Linked DNA regions of Sus scrofa: regions 2 and 3 are each linked to region 1. Evidence: chromatin contacts called from public Hi-C data. All regions are on one chromosome and are shown on one strand. Each heading gives the region's core, a stretch centred on a gene start, on an enhancer-like site or on the middle of the called end of the contact. The rest is flanking DNA. Distances are from core to core; before and after follow the strand shown.

Region 1 (4,402 bases), core at 626-3,125:
TACAGTGTCCTTTGTGTTAGCCCAAATGAAAAATAATTTCCTATTTCATAACAATTATCTCTTCTTCCTTGAGGAGGAAGCATATTTGATGGGAAAAGAAGGTTATCACTGATACAAAATAGTATTTAGAGCAGCAGGCTGCTGAGAGCTTCTGAATCATTTATATTGGAATGATTAGTAAATTCTTTATTTGAAAAACATGGCTAATTGGGATGGGTTTGGTGTGTAAGGATTTCTTTTGAAGAAAGCTCTGTTGAAAAACAGAACCAAGAGTTCCCAGTGTGGCTCGGCAGGTTAAGAATCCAACTAGTATCCATGAGAATGTGGGTTCCATTTCTGGCCTCATTCAGTGGGTTAAGGATCCAGCATTGCTTCAAGCTTTGGTGTAGGTTGCACATTCGGCTCTGCTCCGTTGTTGCTATGGCTGTGGTATAGGCCGGCAGTTGCAGCTCTGGGAACCTAGCTTCCACCTATAGCCCAGGATCTTCCACATGCCTGAGGTGCAGCCCTAAAAAGAAAAAAAGAAAGAAAAACAAAACCACTCCTCCCATTTGCCTCACCTCCCAGACACCAACCTGACCTTCTAAAGGTCATGTGTCAGTGTGGATGAAGGACAACAGTGAGTTTCAGTACTTAGAAATATGTATCATGTGCATCAGTCATTCACTGTGTGACTGTAGCAAAGCCTCTTTCCTCTTCTGTCGTGTGGTTCTATTATCTTAAAAGTGATCGGATTGGACTCTTCTATGCTGCATGTTAATTGATGCTCCCTCATAGAGGCTGTCTTCAACTTTGGGCTGAGAAAGACAATAGGACTTGAAGCAAGCTCAGAGGGAAGGAGGTGATCCATTAGTAATGTCTGCTCTGGGCAAAGGAACAGAAAGTGACAAAGTAAATTCCATTTGTTTGCAAATTTATGGACTTGGAGGCTCTCTGAGGACATGGATTTTTAAAAATGGTTCCTTTTGAAAACATTTATAAAGGGTTCTTCTTTTAAAAAAGAAAAAGCTTCTTCTTATAGGATAAAACAAAAGAAACAGACTGATAACTAGGTTTGCTATTGCTTTTCTGGAATCTTTTAAAAACTTCAAGTACATGTGTGTTTCTGGTACTTGACAGCAACATGCAGGGCAAGCTCTGAGGGAAAGAAAAATGTGCCTGGATTTAAAAGAAATTCAGTGTGAGATATCTGATAGGTCGAAAGTGATTTATGAAATGAGTTCTCTGTTTTGTTAGAACATAGAGTGTTGTTCCATTCAGGGGCCCTTGATATGAAACAGATGCCCAATCTATAAATCAGGCACCCTGCAGTAAGGAGATGGCATTTTTGTATAAATTATTGTGGATTCAGGAAGGAAAAGCATGGATGAACAAATTTTTATTGGCTTCTTGGCATAGAAGTTATTTTATCGGTCTTCCGTCTGGGGTGATCTTCCTCCACCCCTATTCTTCCTAGGGGATTGGTGATGAGGAAAGAGTTGAGAGTTCTTCTCTTTGACCTAACAAGTCCCTCCCCAGGTTTAACATGACCTTGTAGATAAATGCCTCTTTCCCAGCCTGTGGAGCCTGCACCACTTTGCATTCGGGTTCAGTTTCAAATGTAAATCCCAGAAAGGAAGGTGGATTAAAGTCTTCCATGGAGTTCAGAGAAGGAATATAGATGTAGTTTTCTTTTTCCCCTTTCAGGTCATTAAGTTCTTCCTTCAGTGGTCTAGTTTCTACTTTCCATTTTAAAAATGAAAATGTCATTGTTTGCATGCCTTGGCTTGGTTCTTTGAACATTTTTGACCCAGTCAGCTAATGATCATTCTCTTTGCAACTGAAAGCAGCAAGCTGGTTCATTTGTTCGTTGGTTCAGTAAAAAGTATGCCTTGAACTTCCTGACCGAGAGTAAACAATGCCTGGCCACCCAGGTTAAAGGGCAGTATACAACCTAGAACAGGGACATAGAGGTATTCAAAATGACAGAGAATTCAAATATGGGTTCTGACTTGAGAAATCCTTATTTGTTTTAGAAGATGTTAATTATTTTCTTTATTTTGATTGCACAGAGTTGGTCATATGTTCACATAGCTCAAAAAAAATAAAAATGAGATCAAGGAGTTCCCATCGTGGCGCAGTGGTTAACGAATCCGACTAGGAACCATGAGGTTGCAGGTTCGGTCCCTGCCCTTGCTCAGTGGGTTAACGATCCGGCATTGCCGTGAGCTGTGGTGTAGGTTGCAGACGCGGCTCGGATCCCGCGTTGCTGTGGCTCTGGCGTAGGCGGTGGCTGCAGCTCCGATTCGACCCCTAGCCTGGGAACCTCCATATGCCATGGAAGCGGCCCAAGAAATAGCAAAAAGACAAAAAAAAAAAAAAAAAAAAAAAAAAAGAGATCAGAAGAAGTCTTATTCTAACTCCTGATTCCACCTACCCAATTTCCACCTTCAGCCTTCTAAATGTAACCACTCTTTTTAATTTCTTGCATAGCCTTCTGGTGTTTATGTTTGTGCAGATATAAACAAATATAAGTAAATTCTTATTTACCTTCTCTTTACATAGACATTAGGAGACTCTATGTATTGTTTTGCATCCTGCCTCTTGCACTTTATAGTTGCCCTGAGATTTCCACAGGGCACAGAGAATTGCCTTCTCCTTTTTACAACTGTGTTATATTGTGTGGAAGCACCGAGGTTTATTCATCCACTCCTCTTTAGATGGACACTTGGGTATTTCCAGCCACTTGCTCATGCATGCACACAATTCTGCAATTAATAATGGGGTTTATCTGTCACTTTACTTCATGCTGGTTTAAGTACAGCAGTTAAAAAAAGAAAGAAAGAGAATTCGCAGGAGTGAAATTGTCGAGTAAAAAAGTAAATGCATTCATAATTTTGATAGGGATTGCTGATGAGCTCCCCAAAGTGTTGTGTACCATTTTGCTCTCTTGCCAGCAATGTGTGAGAGTGCCAAATCCCACTATTTATTACAGAGCATGTGTTGTACAATTTTTGAATTGAATTTTTGCCAACCCAATAGGTGAAAAATGATATCCTTATTTAGTTTTGACTTGCATTTTTCTTATTGTAAGTGAGGTCAAACATCTTTTCAAATGGGTGAGAGCCGTTTATATTTATTTTTCTGTAACCTATCAGTATTCCTGTCATATTTCTATTGCTTGGCTGATATTTTCTTCTTCACATTTCTAGGCAGATTTACTCTTATTGGTGATCATTTATTTTAAAGATCTGACCTAAGTCCTCTTTTTTTAAAATTCTTTATTTTTTTTCTTTTGTCATTTTTTTAGGGCCACACTTGCGGCACATGGAGGTTCCCAGGCTAGAGGTCCAGTCGGAGCTGTAGCCGCTGGCCTACGCCAGAGCCACAGCAACGCCGGATCTGAGCTGCATCTGTGACCTATACCACAGCTCATGGCAATGCTGGATCCTTAACCCACTGAACGAGGCCAGGGATCGAACCTGCAACCTCATGGTTCCTAGTTGGATTTGTTTCCACTGCGCCACAAAGGAAACTCCAGAGATCTGACCTAGGTCCTCTTTATATGTGCACTCATTTAATCTTCATCTCTAGCTTGAGAGTTGGATATTATCACCTTTTTTTTTTTGTCTTTTTAGAGCCACACCCATAACATATGGAGGTTCCCAGGCTAGGGGTCAAATCGGAGATGTAGCTGCTGGTCTACACCACAGCCACAGCAATGCCAGATCAGAGCTGCATCTGTGATCTACACCACAGCTCACCGCAAAGCTGGATCCTTAACCCACTGAGTGGGGCCCGGGATCCAACCCACATCTTCATGGATTCTAGTTGGATTCATTACCTTTGAGCTCCAACAGGAATTCCCACCACCCTATTTTTATAATTCATTTATTTACTTATTTATTTTTAAACAAATTTTATTTATTTATTTATTTTCATTTTTGTCCTGCCCTGTGGCATATGGAGTTCCCAGGCCAGGGATCAGATCTGAGTCCCTCTTGCTGCCTATGCTGAAGCAGTGGCAATGCCAGATATTTAACCCACCGTGCCGGACCAGGGATTGAACTGTGTCCCAGCACTCCAGAGGCATCGCTGATCTTGTTGCATCATAGCTGGAACTCCCACCCTATTTTTAAAATTAGGTAACTGCAGTTCTTGCTGTGGCTTAGTGGATTAAGAATCTGACTGCAGCAGCTTGGATTGCTGTGGAGGCATGGGTTCCATCCCTGGCCAGCGCAGTGGGTTAAAGGATCCAGCATTGCCATAGCTGCAGTGTAGGTGGAAGAGGTGGCTTGGATTCAATCCCTGGCCCAGGAACTTCCATACGCTGCACAAATTTTAAAAATAAATAAATACGTAGATTAATAATAAACAAATAAAAAGTGAGATAACTGAGATTCAGAATAGTTAAGCAAGTGAC
Region 2 (4,460 bases), core at 778-3,277, 150 kb before region 1:
AAAGTGTTATATAAATGCTATTAGCTTTCAAAAATTTTTTTTTGGTTCATTCATCCATTTATACAGAAATCTATTCAACAAATATTTATATATTTATGTGCTAGGCACTGAACTAGGTACCAAATACATATATTTGAGTGGCAGTGGTTGGCGTTTTCTTCCCCCCACCCCCAGTTTAACTGAGATTATCATTGAGAAAAAATGTATTAGTTTAAGGTATACAGTAATAATAATGTGATATATGTATATATTATGAGTGATTACCACAATAAATTCTGCTATTATCAATCACATCTTCGGGTTTGAAATTATTTTAATAAAGTCTTTTAAATAAACAAAAATTTTAAGACCACGAAGGGAGCTGTTGGGATAGTCCATCTCTTCTCTGCAAAATACTTCTAGAAAGAACCACCAGTTCACAAAATGCAAAGCTATGTGTCTAAATTACTTACTCTTTGTAGCATCAGAGATTAATGGAAAATTGGGGGAATTATCCAAAAATAGGGAATTGGTTAGGTAATACAGAGACGGCCAGTTCTGCTGGGTAACATCAAAATGTATAATGGGTAAGTATGAATTATATACTGTTGGCACTCACTTGTTATACTGGGGATATTTATTATATGATATTGCTGCACTGAGGTGGGAAGTGTGGATTGGAAAATGGGAACTAAAATTGTCAGGTTACAATAGAAAAACTGAAAATAGTTGCTGTGTTAGAGCAGCAGTGCTCAAATGTGAGGTCAGACATGAACCTGCTGGAGAAGCCTATCTTAAAATGCAGGTTGTCTGGCCTCTCTCCCAGGTGTTCTGATTCTCAAAGCCAAGAGTGTGCCCAATAATCTGCATTTCTAACGACCACCCAGGAACTTCTGAAGCCAGTGGTCTACGGATCATAGATTCTTTCAATGAAAATTTACCAGGTACTTGGTATGTGCCAATTCCTGCTCTGGGTGCTTAAATGGAGCAGTGAGTAAGGCATGCTGGAGAAACAAGCATGAGGGTGGTAATAATATATTTTTTTTAATTCTTTAAAAGTAAAACAGTATTTCTCATAATTCAAGAGTCAGATTTTCCCTGCTGCAATTTATTTTTTACATAAAGGAAAAACACATTAGGTGGCTCTTTGGGGCTGACCCTAAGGTCAGCCTCTGGCGGGGACACTGGAAGGGTGTGGATGGAGTTGGCAGCCACCTGGGGAGGGCTCTTCAACGGAGGCTCCAGCATTTCCTGCCAGGCCTGTGTGCCCTCCCAGGGACTTCAGGATGATCACCAGAGGTCAGAAAGGGTGGTGATGAGAGGGAGCAAAAAAAAAAAAAATGTGTTAGCTCACTTCCCACGAAGCACCAGTCCAACTGGCAGAAACTGTAAGTCCTCCTCCGTCTCTTCCTGATTGCTGAGGCTGGCCTCTGAACTTCATGCAGGTAGAATTTGCTCTCTGCCTTTTCTGTGCTTTAACATTTATTTCCTGATTTGGAATATTAAAACTTTACTACATCCAGAAAGAATGTATATATATGTATGACTGGGTCACTTTGCTATACAGCAGAAATTGACACAACATTGTAAATCAATTGTACCCTAATTTAAAAAAAAAAAAAAAATGGGTGGTGGCTCCATGGTTAACGAACCTGACCAGTATCCATGAGGACGGAGGTTCAATCCTTGGCCTCACTCAGTGGGTTAAGGATCCAGGGTTGCCATGATCTGTGGTGTAGGTCACAGATGTGGCTCAGATCTAGAGTTGCTGTGGCTGTTGTATAGGCTGGCAGCTGTAGCTCCAATTCAACCCATAGCCTGGGAACCTCCATACGCTGCAGGTACAGCCCTAAAAAGACAAAAGACAAAAAAAAAAAAAAAAAAAATTTACCACACTCTATTTTTTGGTCCTCTCCTCCCTCCCCTTTGGGCCCAAATGTCAGCACGTTTCTCCAGGTTAGAGAAAGCCAGAGCCAAGGACAGAATGAAATTCAGCTTAGGCGGGTACAGCCAGGAGTGGGAACAGCTCAATCCTATTTGTCTTGGCAAGGCGTTCAGTAAGCTGTTGGTTATGTCATTTGCCCACAAGTAGGCAGACCTCGATGTTTTGCAGTCATCCATTACCCAAAAATGGTATCATGAACACACACACACACACACACACCCAGCAGTACACTGCTTCTCCGGTCCCCTCACCCCCCCTCATCTCCCCAACCGGCACAGACTCCAGAAGCAGGGCTGGACACAAGGGAATGACAAGCAGGAAAGATACAATCCACACTGAACCAAACACATAAAATTTTAAATACTCCAGTAGTTTTTCACCTACAAAGAAAGTACAGGGAAATGTGGCTGGCTGGGGGATTTGATCCAGCTAATAAGTTGATAGGACACACTTTGGAAGTTAAATCTAAAATGACAAAACCAGAAAGCCGAGGAGTTCGCACAATTCCACTGCTGAAGTGTTTCATCGCAGGTATTTTATTTGAATTAATTTCAATTTACAGCTAAATGTCAAGGAAAATTGGTTTGTTTTCTATATTGCATTATGTGTTGTACCCTAAGGCCTTCAGGCCCTGAGTAACTTATAAATAAGTAACATTTTCTCCTGATTGTTATGTAAAATCATTCCCCAGCTTGTGCTTCCTGCAGTCCCTAAAGGAAACAGAATCCCAATGTTACAAGAGAATAAGATCTATAAACCATAGCAAACAGTTCCTGAAAGCAGACCAACAAAATGCTAAGAGAGTAGGCCTCTGTCCCTTTATATTTATGGTTGTATCCATACGGAGGCTGGGATTCAAATTTGTAAAACCCCAAACAGACCTGCAAGGTATAACTAGTCTCCACTCCTAGAAAAATCATATGATTAACCTAAGAAGAGGAAAGAATAAACAACAGCATTGCTCTAGATTTCAGCTTCAGAAAAATGGTAAGGATTAAAAAATCCTGTACTTTTATCTTAAAACCATCAAATGAGCACAATGAGGCAAGCTACCACGAAACTGTTATGATCAAATGTCACTAATTATAAGTGACACTTCTCTGATTACCTACTGAAGCTTTTAAGTGAAAGCTGGAATCAGCAGTACCTTTTTGTCCTGTATACTCTGACAGTGTTGAACTTCAAGGCCAAGGCAAGGAGTCCAGTTCAAGACATGCCTCCTCTTTTTGGTGACCCTTTTGTATTCCAAGAAAGGGCTAACAGCAAAGGGCCACTCAGCCTTGGAATATTCTGAGCTAAGACCCAACTGGACCTTCTCAAATGATTCTCCTGTTTTATCAGAGTTTCTCTCTCTACCTTGTGACTTTGCTCATTAATGAAAGTTTTCTCTACTGCAACAGCCTGAATAAAATGCCCACTACATTTGCCCTTTTACTATAATAATGTCCAAACTGCTCAAGTAGAGCTATGGTAAACCTTGAAATGGGATTGAAAGTACCTGGCGAGCTCATTAAACTACAGTTTGTGTTAAACCCAAGGGCCTGGAAATTCTTGGAAAGTTCAGTAAGGGCTGACTCAAAAAAAAAAAAAACCAAAACCCCTGTTTGAATTTTGGAAGTCTTTCTTTTATAAGGACACAACTCAAACAGGCTTGGCTGATTCAAAAAATTTGTGAAACAAATCATTATGTCACAAGCGAAGACATTTATCTTCAACTCACGGATTTCAAAAGCCATAGAGGCCTAGGAAGTAGGCAACTACTGAAATGACATAAAATTTAAACTGCTTGAAATTGCTTTCACAATTTAAACTCTGTTTTGATTTTAGCATCATTAACTCTCTTAGCCATCATTTAAGAAACAAACTACGAGGCATGAAGATGCTGCTGCCCATACACTATCCATGAACCAGGCAGCTGAATTTTACGTCCCAAAGCAAAAGGACTGACTTGACTCAACCACAGTCTCCTTAACTACCCAATAACCCACCTAAGAAGATGACAAGAGCAGAAGGACGCACAGAAAAAAAAAGATATGCAAAGAAGGCAAATGTCACTTCTTTTCAGGTGTCCTCACCAGACTTATCGCTCCGTATTCTTCAAAGCATTTGTCACTGAGCACACTTCCAAGGCAGCCACGATGACATGCAGTGATAAATTTTTATCTGCTCAACTCATTAAAATGAAAGTGGGCCTGGGTCGTATCCGATGCATTCCCAATGCCTACATGATACACCCGAGCAAACTGTGCGTCCACTGCGTGGGTCATTATATTCTAGAACAGTGCTTGACACATAGGAAGCAGCCACTAAACATTTGTTGAATGAATCAATTAATGCCAACTGCTGTTTCTGTTGTTATTTCTACTGCTTGGCTGGAAATGGTTAGGTTTCTGTTAGGTGTAGAATTAAATAAAATAGTACCTTCTTTCTGCCTCAATTATCATTTAGACTTGTCGAAATTTACAGCTTCATTTTACCAAGCCTAAGGATGCCCCAAGAGCAGTAAATGTACCTTTTATTCTCTTTCAAAAGCCCT
Region 3 (4,012 bases), core at 176-2,675, 240 kb before region 1:
ACCGAAGCACTGAGTCAATGAACTCAGGTGCCCAATCCAATTTAGTCCAAACTGCATGCTGCCTGATGCAGTTTCCTTCTCACACATCCCTGCACACAGAATAACAAGGTCACCTTCACATAGAGTGACAGAAATGCTGCAGCGCTACAGAAAACAAGGAATCGAGGAGAACACACCAAGCTATGCTCCTCTCTATGGTGAAGTATTTCAGATGAATAAGGGAGAATATCAAGTACTAAACCTTCGTCTCAACAGTCCAGTTTCCAGAGGTCAACTTGCCTCTACCATAAGATGCACAGAGCACATTAGTCTCAACCTGATCTGAAAGCTGGAAAGTTCTCCCCATTGTGTTAATGGAAGCAAATTTAGGTCCCTAAGTTAGTTAACCCTAACCCTAAGTTTGCTAGGCAGCAAAGCCAATCTACTGATGCCACTTTGTGGTAAAGGCAAGTACAGTGTTTATTGCAGGCATCAAACAAAGAGAATGGGCAGCTCACGCTCAAAAGAATTGAAGGGTTCTTTTAATGGAAAAGTTTTTAAAGGCAACATCTGGGGTGAGGGTGCAGCTCATGGACTTTGTTCTGATTGGTTTGTGGTGAGGTAACAGGATGATGATTCAGGAATCTTCATCATCAACCTTCTGGTTCCAACCAATCTGAGCTCTATGTGCTGTAATCTGCATGTAGTCACCATCCACCACCTGGGTAGGTGGAGTTCTTAGTTTCTACAGAACAACTCAAAGATACACAACAAATTCTTTAAAACATCCATCCCTTGAGGAGGAACCAGGACTCTGTTTTATTGCTGAACTATTGTTTAAGCTATTATCACTTTCCTTGCTTGACTGTTTTTCCGTGGTTTCTGCATGCCCTTACTTCCCTAATTAGTAACGGCTTGCCTCTGCTCTTTGGAACTCATCTAAGGCCTAGGAAAAACAGTGGACATGAAAGGACCCCACAGAGCCCTGCTGGGGTTCAATCCCCCTTTGTTTGATACTCCTCAATTCCGAGGGGAATAGGGTTTGGGACAAGAGAAGGAATAGGTTTAGATAGAGAGATTAATCCTCAACACAGCAGGGGAACTTGTGGCTCCCCTGTTTCCACTGCGGCCAGCAGCATGGAGGAACAGTACCTTCTCTTCTCTGGGAGTCCTAACATGTGCTCAAGTTCACAGGATGCCTAATGGAAGGGGACCTCCAGTTTCCTGTGGAGCCAGACTTCCTTTTCTCTTAATGGAGTGACATATGAAAAATTGTCAACAAGTCTCCCCAAAATGCAGGAACCACATGAAAATCAATAAAACCTGACTGCCCTGTTCATTTGATGGGAGTCAGCCAGACCAAACGGAGGTAATGGGGCTTAGCGGGGCTCACGGCCACTGCAGGCATGCAAGCAGACCTGGCAGAAAGGCAGTCCTTATTTCTCAATGGGAGTTGGCCTTTGCTCTTAGGGTCAGTTGCTAGAATCATGGTCAGCAGTGCTCACAACAGGAAATAGAGCTGGTCTTTATGAGGAGTGGAAAAACAGTTTCCTGGAGCGAGGAAACACAGGAGGCACAGAATCTGAGACTGAGATTTTAGGAATCATCCAAACCCAAAAAGGAAGCCAAGTAATCTATGGTTTCTGGTGTATCTTCTTTTTCACATTTTTAACAACTCTAAAAATTGATGAAACTGTGTAATTATCACCCGAGGATGGTTTGCAAATCAGAATGCTTTCATATGTATTTTCTAATTTACAAAGGTTGATCTTCGCACAATTCCAACCAGAACAGAGATCTTGGAACCCACTGCAAATGGGAGAAAATGGGAGTCAAGGATCCTGCCAGATCAGAGTCCAGGGCCTCTGACATCCACCAGGGATGTGCTGCAGGGAGCTGATCAGCAAGGCTGTGCGTTATAGCTCTTCTGTCCAGCATTTCACTGAAGGAAAAATCAGAAGGGTAGCAGAATTTACCACCCCAAAATATGCCTCTTTGGAAAAAAGACTATTTTAGGCTGAGCACTTTAAGAAGCAGCAGACATGGGTGAAGCTCTGAAAACGGAGTTAACCTTTTTTAAGAGACATTTTACATGGATAAAGGACATCTCCATTTGTAAGGATTTCTTTCCATGTGTGACAGGAAAAGGAGGATGGCTGGAACTCCAGGAACACTTATCAAGGGAGAATCAGACTTAAAACTGCCTAACAACCATACCCTCATTTACAATGGTCCCAGTTAATTTGACTCCCCTGCCCACACTATGTCCAACATCTTCTTCTGTTTTTAGCTGGAGAAGGTATTTAAGGGATTACTTAGGTTATTTCAGGAAATTTTATTCAGGTTTCCCAGGTCTCTCTCATGTATACAAGAAGCATAGATGCTATTAAACTTCTGTTTGTTTTCTCCCTGTTAATTTGTCATTTATTAATGAGTGTCTCAGCCAAAACCTACAAAGCTGGAAGTAACGTTATTTTCCTTCCACTACAAAGCGGGGGGGGGGGAGGGGGGGCACCTAAAATGCCTTTCTTGAAATCCTAAAAATGCAATGCACTAGGAAGCTGGTTAGGTGGTGCTATAGTCTGCCGGACTAGGGATGGGACAGCCACAGGTGCGTCCTGCTTTACCTGCATTCCATTCTTTGCAAGAGGGACACACTGAAAATATCCCTCAAGCATTTAAAAGGAAATAGGAAGGGAAGGAAGGAGAGAAAAAATAGGCCAAGCTACACCACATTTCTGCTATTAAGTAAAAATTCATAAAAACCTCCTATTTTCAACTGTATTAAATCTAAAGCGGTGATAACAAATATAATATTTTAATAATGGTAAGCTTAAATGTAATCATTACCAAGGAACAAAAATTTGTGACAAATTGAAGCTTCCAAATGACTTCAGAGAGAACTCATTACTCTATGAGTTAACATGATACGAAGGGATATTATAATTTATAGAGCTAACCAGTGTGATTAGCAATAAGAAAGTGCCGTGCCTCACATCAACAACATGAGCGAGTTGTTATGGAGACAATACACCGGTGGGTCTCTGCTGCAGTCAACTAATTTTTAATCTTGAGGATTTGTGACTCTGCTTGGCTGGATCCTGCTATTAATCAACATGAACAGATGATAAACAGGAGTTTCAAAGTTCTAAAAGGAGATCAACGAAATCATTGCTTCTTCCCAGCAGGAACTGAACATTCCTTGACCTCAAATTCCGTTCTTCTCTTTATCTCTTTATGGGATATAACTGTGAATATCTCTTCTGGTAAGAAAAAAGGGGCCATGGAGTAGCATTATGATGCTAAAACTGTCCTCTGTAAACACACCTCAGGCCTGCTCTTGCCACCAAGAAACTCCTCCTGTGTTTGATGACATGGTATATGAAACAACACTGCACTTTTCAGTGTTTACACAAATAATCTCCAACTACACATACATGGAAATCAGAATAAATCAAATCCTATATTCTCAGTGACTTTCTTTCTTTTTTTTTTTAATTTTTATTTTTCTTTTTATAGCCATACCAGTAGCACATGGAAGTTCCAAGGCCAGGAGTCGAGTAAGAGCTGCAGCTGGTGTACACCACAGCCATGGAAACACTGGATCTGAGCACCATCTGCAACCTATGCCACAGTTTGTGGCAATGCCAGGCCCTTAACCCATTGAGCAAGGCCAGGGATCCAACCCGAATCCTCAAGAAAGGACAATATGTCAAGTTCTTAACCCACGGAGCCACAACAGGAACTCCTCATTGACTTTACTTCTATTTCCAAGTTAACTCATCTTCACTCTCAAATGAGCCAACACCAAGTTTCTCTGTCTCTATGACAAATATAAATGGAGTCCTCAAGCGTACAGAGCAAGAAAGAAACTCTTACTCTGGGCAGAAAAGGGCCAGAAGGGACCAATTATTCGTTGAATGCCTGCCACATGCCACTGTTGGGCTATGTGCTTTAAATGCATGATTAGATCTAGTCCTTATCCGGGAAGTACAAACAAGCACACTGACAGAGTCATCTTTATAGATGAATA

Evidence for each region. Hi-C and Micro-C count contacts between places; a contact is called where the count stands out from the background.
Region 2: a Hi-C map of liver shows a contact between it and region 1, with 2.9 times the contacts expected there. The contact joins two enhancer-like sites. A contact is called at or near these places in 2 of 47 Hi-C or Micro-C datasets (liver and skeletal muscle) and 1 of 2 datasets of contacts at active chromatin or transcription factors (skeletal muscle).
Region 3: a Hi-C map of liver shows a contact between it and region 1, with 2.7 times the contacts expected there. The contact joins two enhancer-like sites. A contact is called at or near these places in 5 of 47 Hi-C or Micro-C datasets (brain, liver, omental adipose tissue and 1 more).

Annotation. Positions count from the first base shown.
Region 1 is chr13:47,622,491-47,626,892 of Sscrofa11.1, forward strand. No RefSeq gene overlaps it. Among named protein-coding and RNA genes, the nearest start is that of MAGI1, 57 kb to the left of the region's middle. Within about 2 kb of position 1,876, at least 3 of the 83 cell types and tissues checked have an H3K27ac peak or open chromatin away from gene starts, as enhancers often do. A contact at or near this core is called in liver, where this site is marked.
Region 2 is chr13:47,469,099-47,473,558 of Sscrofa11.1, forward strand. The region is part of intron 1 of MAGI1 (membrane-associated guanylate kinase, WW and PDZ domain-containing protein 1); the gene reads right to left. Among named protein-coding and RNA genes, the nearest start is that of MAGI1, 97 kb to the right of the region's middle. Within about 2 kb of position 2,028, at least 8 of the 83 cell types and tissues checked have an H3K27ac peak or open chromatin away from gene starts, as enhancers often do. A contact at or near this core is called in liver, where this site is marked.
Region 3 is chr13:47,385,241-47,389,252 of Sscrofa11.1, forward strand. All of the region lies in intron 1 of MAGI1 (membrane-associated guanylate kinase, WW and PDZ domain-containing protein 1), which reads right to left. Among named protein-coding and RNA genes, the nearest start is that of MAGI1, 180 kb to the right of the region's middle. Within about 2 kb of position 1,426, at least 3 of the 83 cell types and tissues checked have an H3K27ac peak or open chromatin away from gene starts, as enhancers often do. A contact at or near this core is called in liver, where this site is marked.